Regions from separate parts of the Zea mays genome. Here region 1 is linked to region 2. Evidence: chromatin contacts called from public Hi-C data. All regions are on one chromosome and are shown on one strand. The core of a region is the stretch at or near the end of the contact, and the rest is flanking DNA. Distances in the headings are between cores, read along the strand shown. Region 1 holds the start of LOC100283329 (succinyl-CoA ligase alpha-chain 2). Region 2 overlaps LOC100191715 (chlorophyll a-b binding protein).

The links. A called contact is a pair of places that touch in the nucleus more often than the background predicts.
Region 1: a contact with region 2 is called in a Hi-C map of leaf, with 5 times the contacts expected there. The contact joins the promoter of LOC100283329 here to the enhancer-like site in region 2. A contact is called at or near these places in 3 of 25 Hi-C or Micro-C datasets (leaf and tassel).

What each region holds. Positions count from the first base shown.
Region 1 is chr2:213,885,245-213,890,075 of Zm-B73-REFERENCE-NAM-5.0, reverse strand. LOC100283329 (succinyl-CoA ligase alpha-chain 2) reads right to left here and starts at 1,735. Exons shown (of 7, transcript NM_001156230.2): 1 at 1,387-1,735; 2 at 1-88. The coding sequence starts at 1,593. It also overlaps the pseudogene LOC103649271.
Region 2 is chr2:213,806,792-213,811,950 of Zm-B73-REFERENCE-NAM-5.0, reverse strand. It overlaps LOC100191715 (chlorophyll a-b binding protein), which reads right to left. Exons shown (of 5, transcript NM_001137144.2): 4 at 1,800-2,010; 5 at 1,436-1,704. The coding sequence ends at 1,687. Among protein-coding and RNA genes, the nearest start is that of LOC100191715, 5.6 kb to the right of the region's middle. Within about 2 kb of position 1,465, at least 6 of the 20 cell types and tissues checked have an H3K27ac peak or open chromatin away from gene starts, as enhancers often do. A contact at or near this core is called in leaf, where this site is marked.

The DNA.
Region 1 (4,831 bases), core at 486-2,985, 78 kb before region 2:
TTGTTTCAGCCTTAGCTTCTGCTACAGAGTTAAACACTGGGAGCCCTAAATGTTCAGTTCCACCTTTCTTAGGAGTCACTCCACCAACCTGTTACAACAAAAAAGAAGCTTAATATAAAATGAGAGACACAAGCTACAGGAAAAACATAAAAAATAACAATAATATATTTATAAGCTATATCTATTAACTGAAATACTGTTGAAACATAGAAATCATTGTTCAAATATCCACTTTCAGTTGTATTCATAATATATTAGTATTAATACCACATGGTATAAAAAGGTAGCATCTGGGTCAATTCCATTGTCAGAAACAGTGTGCCACGTTAATTATATGATTCTAGTGATCATCAGCATAAATGTAAAAATGCCAGTTGACAGGTCCATGGAACCATCTTGCTAAAAACCAGACTTCAACATTCTTAGTGCCTCAATTCCTTCTTCCTATTATCACAATATTTGGTTGTCTGAGGACTGCAGACCATTTTCATCAAACAGATCAGACGGAAACAAATTGTCAATAATGAAGAATAATTACATCTTCATAAATCATACATGATTCTCTTTTTTTGTTAGGTTGTGCTTAGAAGAGCTTAAAAAGTTTCAAAGCAGGGAACATACTCAAAGGTGTACGGTGCTCATATGCATATTTTAAATCTAGAACATCCATTTCGTATCCAATGGCATTAACTAATTTTACAAAGAACCCCTCCCACCAGGGGAGAGAGGGGAAGGTTTTTTTTATTATAAAATTGGTGTTGTTGTTGGACACGAGATGGATGTCCCAGATTTAAAATACACACGTGAGCATCGAACCCCTTTGCCTTCAAAGCATCGATGATGGGTATGATTCTCATAATCTCAAGCACCTTGGTTCAAATCAGGTTTCCTCATTTCCTGTGAGGAACATTTTTCTCAAACCATAATGAACTTATGCTTCCTAAGAAATGCTTGTGCATCCTGTCTGACAGACAAATGCTGACTCAGTAGATCGCATGGTGAAAAGCGCCAAAATTACTAGAGCATGTTAGTGACATCAATTAGCAATCAAATCAACAAATGATAATGGACCCTGATTTTTTGCAGCTTGAACTAAGGTTTCAGACCTCGTACAAAATGAGCAGCTATAGTTGCAAACGTCTTTTACTCCAACAGCATCCGTTAAGGGTAACACCGTTAGTTTCGCTCTCGATCGGAATGTAAGGTAGCCAAACGAAAGAGTAAGACCCGAGGAAATGGAGATCGGCGACCGAGCACCCAGGGGACCGCGCAGCACGAGCTCTGCCAAATCCTAGAATAGCTCGGCATGGAACGGAGCACACGGATCGAGCCATTGAGGGGCACATCAAAGGGAGACAGACGAGGGGGGCCGCGGCGGGGGCATACCATGTTGGTGCCGTACTCGATGGCCTGCTCGGTGTGGAAGGTGCCGTTCTTCCCCGTGATGCCCTGACAGATCACGCGGGTGCTCTTGTCGACGAAGACCGCCGGCGAGGGCGCCGCGGCGGCCGCCGCGGCGAAGCCCCGCGCGTGGAGGAAGCGGGAGGCGGCGGACCCCAGCGATTGCAACGCGCGGGGGGAGGAGGCGGCCATGGCGGACGCGGTGCTGGCGACGGCGCGTGCTCTTCCCTTCTCGATTCGATTTCTCACGGGTTTGGGGGATGGTGGCCCTCGCTTTCCTTTGTCTTTGGTCTACTCTACTTGGGTCTCGCGATCCATTCTTGCAGGGAAAGTTGAGCTTGAAAGTTTGCTTATGACCCCTCTTGAAAATTTTGATTCTAGTTGGAGTCGCTAATTGTTAAAAAACTAAAATTATTTAGTTAAAACAATTGTCAACTAAAGATTTTATTAAAAAAAATGGCAGCTTGTAACATGGATGTCGCTTATCACACGACACTGCCGAGCCTCAAGCAGCATTGTCGTAACAGTGTAACACATATTACCTCATAAAATACTTAACTTTTTTACTTTGAACTTTGTTTCTAGTGATCTTGGTTTTTTCGAAAAACTTGTTTCGAGAGCTATCCAACACAACAGATAACATGCCCAAAGATAAACAAGTAAAAAATGTCATGCTTTTGTGTTTCTCTCGTGTTAGCACTTGGGATTCGTTTAGTTTGAACACTTGAGACTTATCTATAACTAGGTCTATGCCCGTGCGTTGCTACGGGTGCATTAAAATGCATAACACTGTTAGTGCCAATGTGCCATTATATAGGAACTAATCCTTAGTAATACTGCACTCTTGTAACCGAAGTATCATAAGACCAATACAAGCGAGTAAACTCAATAGTCGCCCAAAGCGAAACAACAAATTTGCCGCAAGCTGCCTACTGCTGGGCGCACTGCACCCTCTGCCCACCACCTGGCACATCATCATCCTCGTCGTAGGCCTCCTGGTGCTGCTGCTGCCGCCTCCGCATCTCCTCTTCGATGTTCACGTCGTAGGGCATCGTATCCTCACACTCGTCCAGCTCCATGTCAGTGTACTGTGATACTGGCTTGGGCGGGAGAACAACCTCCAGGGCCTTGCACTGCTCCGAGCTCAACAAGTCCGAGAACTCCACCGAGAAGTGGATGTATAGCTTGCCCTTCATGAAGGGCCTCTGATACATGGGCATGCCTTCATCGTTGATTGCCTTGAAAGAATCTGCACAAATTTAAAGTAATCAATGAGCATTGGCCAAATCACGAAGGCGGAATCATAATCATACGTCAAAATCACCCACTAGGCTTCACAACTTCGCCAGGGTTCGATTTGATCAGCAGTTGCCTGTTATCCAAGTGAGTCAGAACAAACTGGAAGCCACACAGAGATTCAGTCAAGGTCAGTGTGTGCTCGTAGAAGAGGTCATCGCCCTTTCTCTTGAACTTGGGATGCTCCTTCTACTGGAGAACAAAGATGATATCTCTAGTGGCAGTATCAGGCTGCACACGAGCACAAGATAGTTAGAACCCAAGGTTGCACACATTAGTTAGAACAGAAGTTTAGTTTGTGCCAGAGGAATAACTTTAGAACTGAGGACTAAGGAGTCATTACTGCTTCATCAGCTTCGCCAAGGAATGTGATCTTATGCCCGTTCTGCATACCTTTCTCAACTACCACTTCAAAAACTTTCTTCTCCGGCACAACTTTATCACCTTTGCATTGTGGGCATCTATCTTTATCGCTGATGGTCTCTCTAGAACCCTTGCACTCATTGCAAGGATGTTGCATTTGCTGAATCATTCCAGGTCCCAACTGCCGGATTTGGACCTTGAAGCCAGAACATTGACAACCAGCACACCTCGACGAAGCTCCAGACTTGGAACCCTTACTGCACGATTACAAGCACACAATGAGATCCTAAGAATCTAATATAGAAAGCATACTGTAATTGAGTTTTTGGCATCCTTGTGTTGTGGATTCAGATGACCTACCCATTGCACTTGGAGGAGAGGACATTGTGGGACAGAGAGAGCTTCTTTGATGTGCCATTGTACAAATCCTCTAGAGAAACCTTCAGAGGATGAACCACATCATCTCCCCATCGTTGCGTTCTGCCCCTACTGCTGCCACCTTTGCACAAGTACAAACAGGGTGAGCCACTATGTAGGCAATTCTTGATCAAATGGCATTGCATCAGTTTTTTTTGTTTTGTAACATACCTCCAAAAGGGCTTCCACCACCAAAGAATGACTGGAATAAGTCGAAGGGATCATGCATCCCACCACCGCCTCCCATTCCCTCCTTGAGGGCATCCTCCCCATACTGATCATAGATCTCTCGCTTTTCAGGGTCGCTGGGGACCTCATAAGCCTGAGCTAGCTCCTTGAACTGAAATAGTAGTTTTTATCATAAATCAACAGCTCCATTCGACCATTCATACAGCCTTGTAACCAAACATCGTCATACTCTTGTAGATTAAGAAAAATGATATATACACACTATCAGGGAAGAGCAAAACACCATCATAGCAACACTGGAATAACAACATATGGGATAAATCATTCTAGGAAATCAAAACGCACTATAGATCAGACAAGTAACCACACTGTATTTAGATAAGTCATAAGCAGTGCCATAAGCAGAATGTGTGTATTCACATCTTTTAGGACTAACAAATTCAGGGATTCAAATAAGTTAAATCATATTTTTAGCATCAGTTTGACAATTCGAATGAATAGAGACAACTACAACATTCAGTTCAGGAAATTGAACCATGCATGTGCATATTCACAATTCAAGGTCAGTGCATTGATCTAACAACTCAAGTATTCAAATAAGTGGATCAGTTTTTAGAATCAGTATGGCAATTCGAACTGGTAGATCACTACACAGCGTTAGGTAAACTGAACCAAGCATGCCCCTCTGTTCCTCACATAAAGATTGGCAATCATTTTCATCAGAAGATACAACATGACCATTATAGCATCAAACCAACCATCTATTATACAACAACAGTCAGGTCTAACAAGACTAATACGATATCAATAAAATATAACTATATATAGACACGATAGTATAGAACGAATCAAGGATTCTGGCATGATCAACGAGCTTTCTAATAATTAATTACTAATTATCCGACTAATGATACCACATAGAGCGACAATTTCCATGCAACCAATATTCATAACAGTTTCCATGCAACATCTCCTTCCCCATACGAATTCCCTCCACTACCCCAACCCATTAAACCCATCTAAATCCACGCCGCCTCAGATCCAAACCACCGCTCCGAACCCACAAGCACTAGCACCTTATGAAATCGACACAGCCAAACCGTCTCAACATCGATGCAAACCCGACAACCCGCCTACTAATCCCCGTCGCGGACAGGTCGGAGCC
Region 2 (5,159 bases), core at 216-2,715:
TCACAAGAGTAATAAGCTATAGACTTTCACTTGACCAAGAGAAGCTTAATGCATGTAGTGTGTGCTCTATGTGGCTCTCATGGGCTCTAATGAGTTACTAACATGAGATTATGATTTTGCTAATCGCCTCACTAGGTTTTGTGGACTTGCAATGCTCTAGCAATGAATTCAAGTTAGTTGGGGCAGCAAGGCAATAAATACGACTAGTGGAGGGGATATAAATACCCAACCACCCCAAACTAGCCATTTCTGGCCTTTCTGCTTATGGGCGTACCGGACAGTTCGGTGCGCCACCAGTGCGCCAATGCTGCTCTCCCAACGGCTAGTCCTAACAGTTAGTCATTACACCGAGGAGCACCAGACAATGCATAGAGACTGTCCGATGCACACCGGACAGTCGGGTGTCTGTCAAAAATTCGGCTAGCGCCAAGTGCTTGCTCTTGGGCGCTCTCTAGCCAGCTGTCGAGGGGACCACCGTACTGTTCGGTGCACACTGGATAGTCTGGTACCCTTAGAGCAGCTGCACTTGTTTCTAATCTAGGGTTTTTCTAAACTGATTTTGATTCTAACTTGTGAGTGAGGTTATGAGTGACACATAGCACTAGTTTTGAGTGTGAACATGCACCGACACTACACTAGTTATCTCTTGGTCAAACTACTCATCCACAACTCCTCTTTATAGTATGGCTAAAATAAAATTAAAAGTTCTAACTCTATACCAAGTGTCCCACAACTCCTTCGACCCTTAGGATATGAAGACCTTCATCTTGACTCGTGTTTTTCAGTCGTCGCTTCAAGTTCTCATCTAAGGGATTGTTTTGACCGGTTGTAGCGTAACTTACTGCATTGTGATCTAACTTACTATTTTGCTGCATTGTGATCTAACTTACTATTTGCTCTGCAAAACACACGTCAAAAATAATCTTACGTTATCATTAATCAAAAAATCAACTAGGAGCCTAGCTTCAAGTTCTCATCTAAGGGATTGTTTTGACCGGTTGTAGCGTAACTTACTGCATTGTGATCTAACTTACTATTTTGCTGCATTGTGATCTAACTTACTATTTGCTCTGCAAAACACACGTCAAAAATAATCTTACGTTATCATTAATCAAAAAATCAACTAGGAGCCTAGATGCTTTCAGTAAGAGCTTGTTCGGTTACGCCAATCCAAAAGGGGATTAAATCACCTTCTAGTCATTTTTGACTAGAAGAGTATTTAATCTCCTTAAATCCACTTCTAGGCTTGTTCGGTTACGTCTGGATTAAAGGGATTAAATCACTCCCTAGTCAAAACCCTTTCGAAATCCTGAGATAACTGAACAAGGTCTATGGATTGGCATAAACGAACAACCCCTAAATGATTTTGCGCTAAATGATTTTCAGGCTGGGAGCCTAGGACTGCCCTTTATCACCCAAAACGATTGTAAGCGTTGCACAAATCATCAAGCCGTTGATTCAGAGAACATGGCATAACATCTAACGAGTATCCCCTTTTTACACTGGTTACAACATAGTACAAGTACACCATGCATCGCACTCGCACCACGAGCATTCCATCATTGACAGTCTACTCAGCAGTCCTTCCCCACCAAAAAAAATGTGAAGTTTCATATATATCGGCCATCAACCTGACGATGCATGTGTGGTAGCACTCCTCAAAATGCTAATAATAAGTTCAACTCCTCATTTGGGGGTGAAGGCCTGATCAAGAACATAAAAGATTCTCAAATCAGCAACCAAATCATGCAAAAAAAAATGTGGCGCATTCATATGCAATGCGGGTTGATTCAGTTGACCTGGAAGATGGTGGCGTGGCCAGGGTCGGCGAGGTGGGCGAAGAGGTTGTCGATGGGGCCGGTGCCGGTGTACTCGGCCTGGAACCAGGCGCCCATGACGGCGAGCATGGCGAGGCGTCCGTTCTTGATCTCCTTGGTGCGCAGCTCCTTGATCTTCTCCGGCGAGCCGCTGCCCCAGCCGAGCGGGTCAAACCAGAGGCCACCAGGGTACCTTTCATAAGCACACAGATGAATAATTGTTAGCCTTCGGCAAGGACTACCGTTGAACACCAAATTGAGCACGCGGACGGTCCGGCCCTGAGGCCGGACGGTCCGCGGTCCGGACGGTCCGCGCCTGTGGGCCGGACGGTCCGCGCGGGCGCAGAGCAGATTAGGGTTCCGAGTTTTGTGCTACGGTTGTTAGCTAAAATCGCGGGATAAGCTCGGAAATTAGTTTGTAAAGGGTCCAGCCCCCCCTCCTCTATAAATAGAGAGGTATACGGCCGATTTGTAATCAACAATCGAATCAATACAACTTCTATTCGCATTTATTTCTAGTACAATTAGGAGTAGTTCTAGTCTAGTTCTAGTTTAGCCTCTCGATCCCCAAATTCTCCGCCTCTCCTCGACTCTACGTCGATTAGAGGAGTCTAGGTCGGCCGGCCCGAGCCTAGACAACTCCTAGGATCTCTCCTCCCCGACGGGGTCCCTCCCGGGAGCGAGATCCAGGCGCCGCCGGCGATCTTCCGCCGCCCCTGCGCACGCGCGGACCGTCCGGCCCCAGGGCGCGGACCGTCCGGACGTCAGGCAGGAAAACCTAGCCCCTGCGCCAGGTCGCGGACCGTCCGGCCCCAGGCCGCGGACCGTCCGCGCCTGACCAGAGAGCACCACCGCCGGTTCTTCTTGAGTATTTGGCGCTCCGAAAAGGCGTCAACATACTTTTTGGCGACTCCGCTGGGGACAACACATATAGATCTATCAAATCGGCCCTAAATGGCCGGTTCAAAAGATAGCTCTGAGGTTTCCACCAGCAATATCATCACACCGACATGGGAAGCCTTGCCGGCTGAAGAACAGCTCCTGTTCGAGGAGCGCCAGGAGCAGCTGATCCAAGAAGCAAAGGCGAAGTTCCTGGCTGACTTCAAAGTGGACAGGAACAACAAAGTCGTTCGGCAACGGGTGACAGATCTGGCTTCGCTCCGACCTACTACAATTACCCCAAATGTAAGTAGCACCAACAAACTCCAATCTCTTAAAGCTTACATAGACGAACAGCGAGAACAGATGCAAAATATCATAGGGGTTATGCAAAACGATTGTAGGAGACTAGTACGTGCATTTGATAAATCTAGTATAGCAAATTTTCCTTCACACGAGGCTGAATTAGGAGATAATACACGTAATACATCGGTTAAAGGTTGTCACGACCAGTCACAACCCCCTTATGGGATGCCGATGGACACGTACCCTAAGCAAACGCAAATCGGCAGTAAACCAGGCGATCTACACATGTCCGGACCGTCTGCTCGCGAGCGCGGACCGTCCGGGCCCATTTTTAATGAGTTACCTAGACACGCACTCGAGCCACCACATAGGGCACCGAATTTAAACTATCCAGTCGGACGGTCCGCATACAACGACGGACGGTCCGCATATAATCACGGACGGTCCGGGTACGTATCCGGACAGTCCGCGCATGAGTCTTTTGAGGGGGATTATTACCTGAATCCTCGCCCGTCCCAACAACACTTCCCATCACATTATGCAATGCACCAGCCCATTAATTCAGGATCCAGAGCCCAGGAAAGCTTTCCGGCCCCACCTAGAAGGCCGGAAAGAAACGATCAAACATATGAGCCATATAGGGCAAATGGAAATGCACCACGTAGCTCAAACCAATGGGGGGAACGACAACATACTAACATGCAATCAACCCCACCTATGTTTGACCAGAGAGCCGGTGGTCTTGCACCGACTGCCATTGGTATAGTGAGGGAAGAAATAGCCGGGGCGTTCCGAAATAAGCTTGGAGTAAGCATGATCCCTGGGGGGCAATCATATCGGAAGCCTTATGACAGCCGATTTGATCACCACCCATACCCACAGGGAACCAGGATACCCGAGTTTGCAAAGTTTTCGGGTGACCAAGAAAAGAGCACGCGTGAGCACATAGGCCAGTTCCTAGCACAATTAGGAGAATTGGCCGACACCGAAGCATTCCGTGTGCGTTTATTTTCATTATCCTTAACAGGGACTGCATTCACATGGTATGCCACGCTCCCTCCTAATTCCATTTTGTCATGGGGAGACTTAGAGCAAAAATTTCATGAACATTTCTTCTCTGGTGATTATGAGCTAGATTTAGTAGACTTAGTGACCCTACGACAAGAAAAGGATGAATCGGTTAGTGATTATATCCGGAGATTCCAGGATACGAGAAACCGATGCTTTCAAATTCATTTAACAGATAAACAACTGGCGGGAATGGCCTTTGATGGATTGCACTATTATTTAAAAGAGAGATTAGAAGGCATCCAGTTCTTTACTCTAGCACAATTACATCAGAGAGCTTCGGCTTGTGAAAGCCGAAGCAAAGAACTAGTCAGAACGGTTCATCATAATGTCCCTATAGTAGAACACAATCAAAGTAGTTCGGACGATGAACCAAAGAAAGTTTACACTGCCGAAATAGTTTGGCCCGAGCAGGCCAAATCTTCGGCTTGCTCCTCCTTGCAGTCAGTTCAAAAGGAACGACAGGAGGAGGTTAAGTTTACATTTAATGTCGGCAAATGTGATAAGATATTCGATGAATTACTAAAAAATGGTAACATTAAAATTAATTATATCATTCCACCTGCCGACGAACTAAAGCGTCGCGCATACTGCAAGTGGCACAACTCATTTTCCCATGCCACTAATGATTGTAATGTGTTCCGACGACAAATTCAATCGGCCATTAATGAGGGACGATTGAAATTTCAGGAGGACACGGAGCCCTTCCCAATGAATGTGATCGACTTTAATGGCAAAAAGGTCCTAATTCGGCCCAACACAGCCGATAAGGCAAAGACAAAGAAGTCATCATCGGCAACGCACGGGAGGCCGATGGAAACAACAAAATTTCTTGCAGGAAAGTGATGGCCGAGAAGACTCCTGATGGAGGGGAGACACTGAAGGTAACCATCACAAACTCCAGCGCTGGGGGGCAAGCACAGACAAGGGGATATGCGCGAGAACCCATACTACGCATCGCGGACGGTCCGGTGTCTAGGCGCGGACGGTCCGTAACATCACCGGACGGTTCGAAGCGTTCCGACGGACGGTCCGGCAACGTCGAAGAGCCGCGGCGACCACGTACCTTCAAACCACGACGACCAGAAA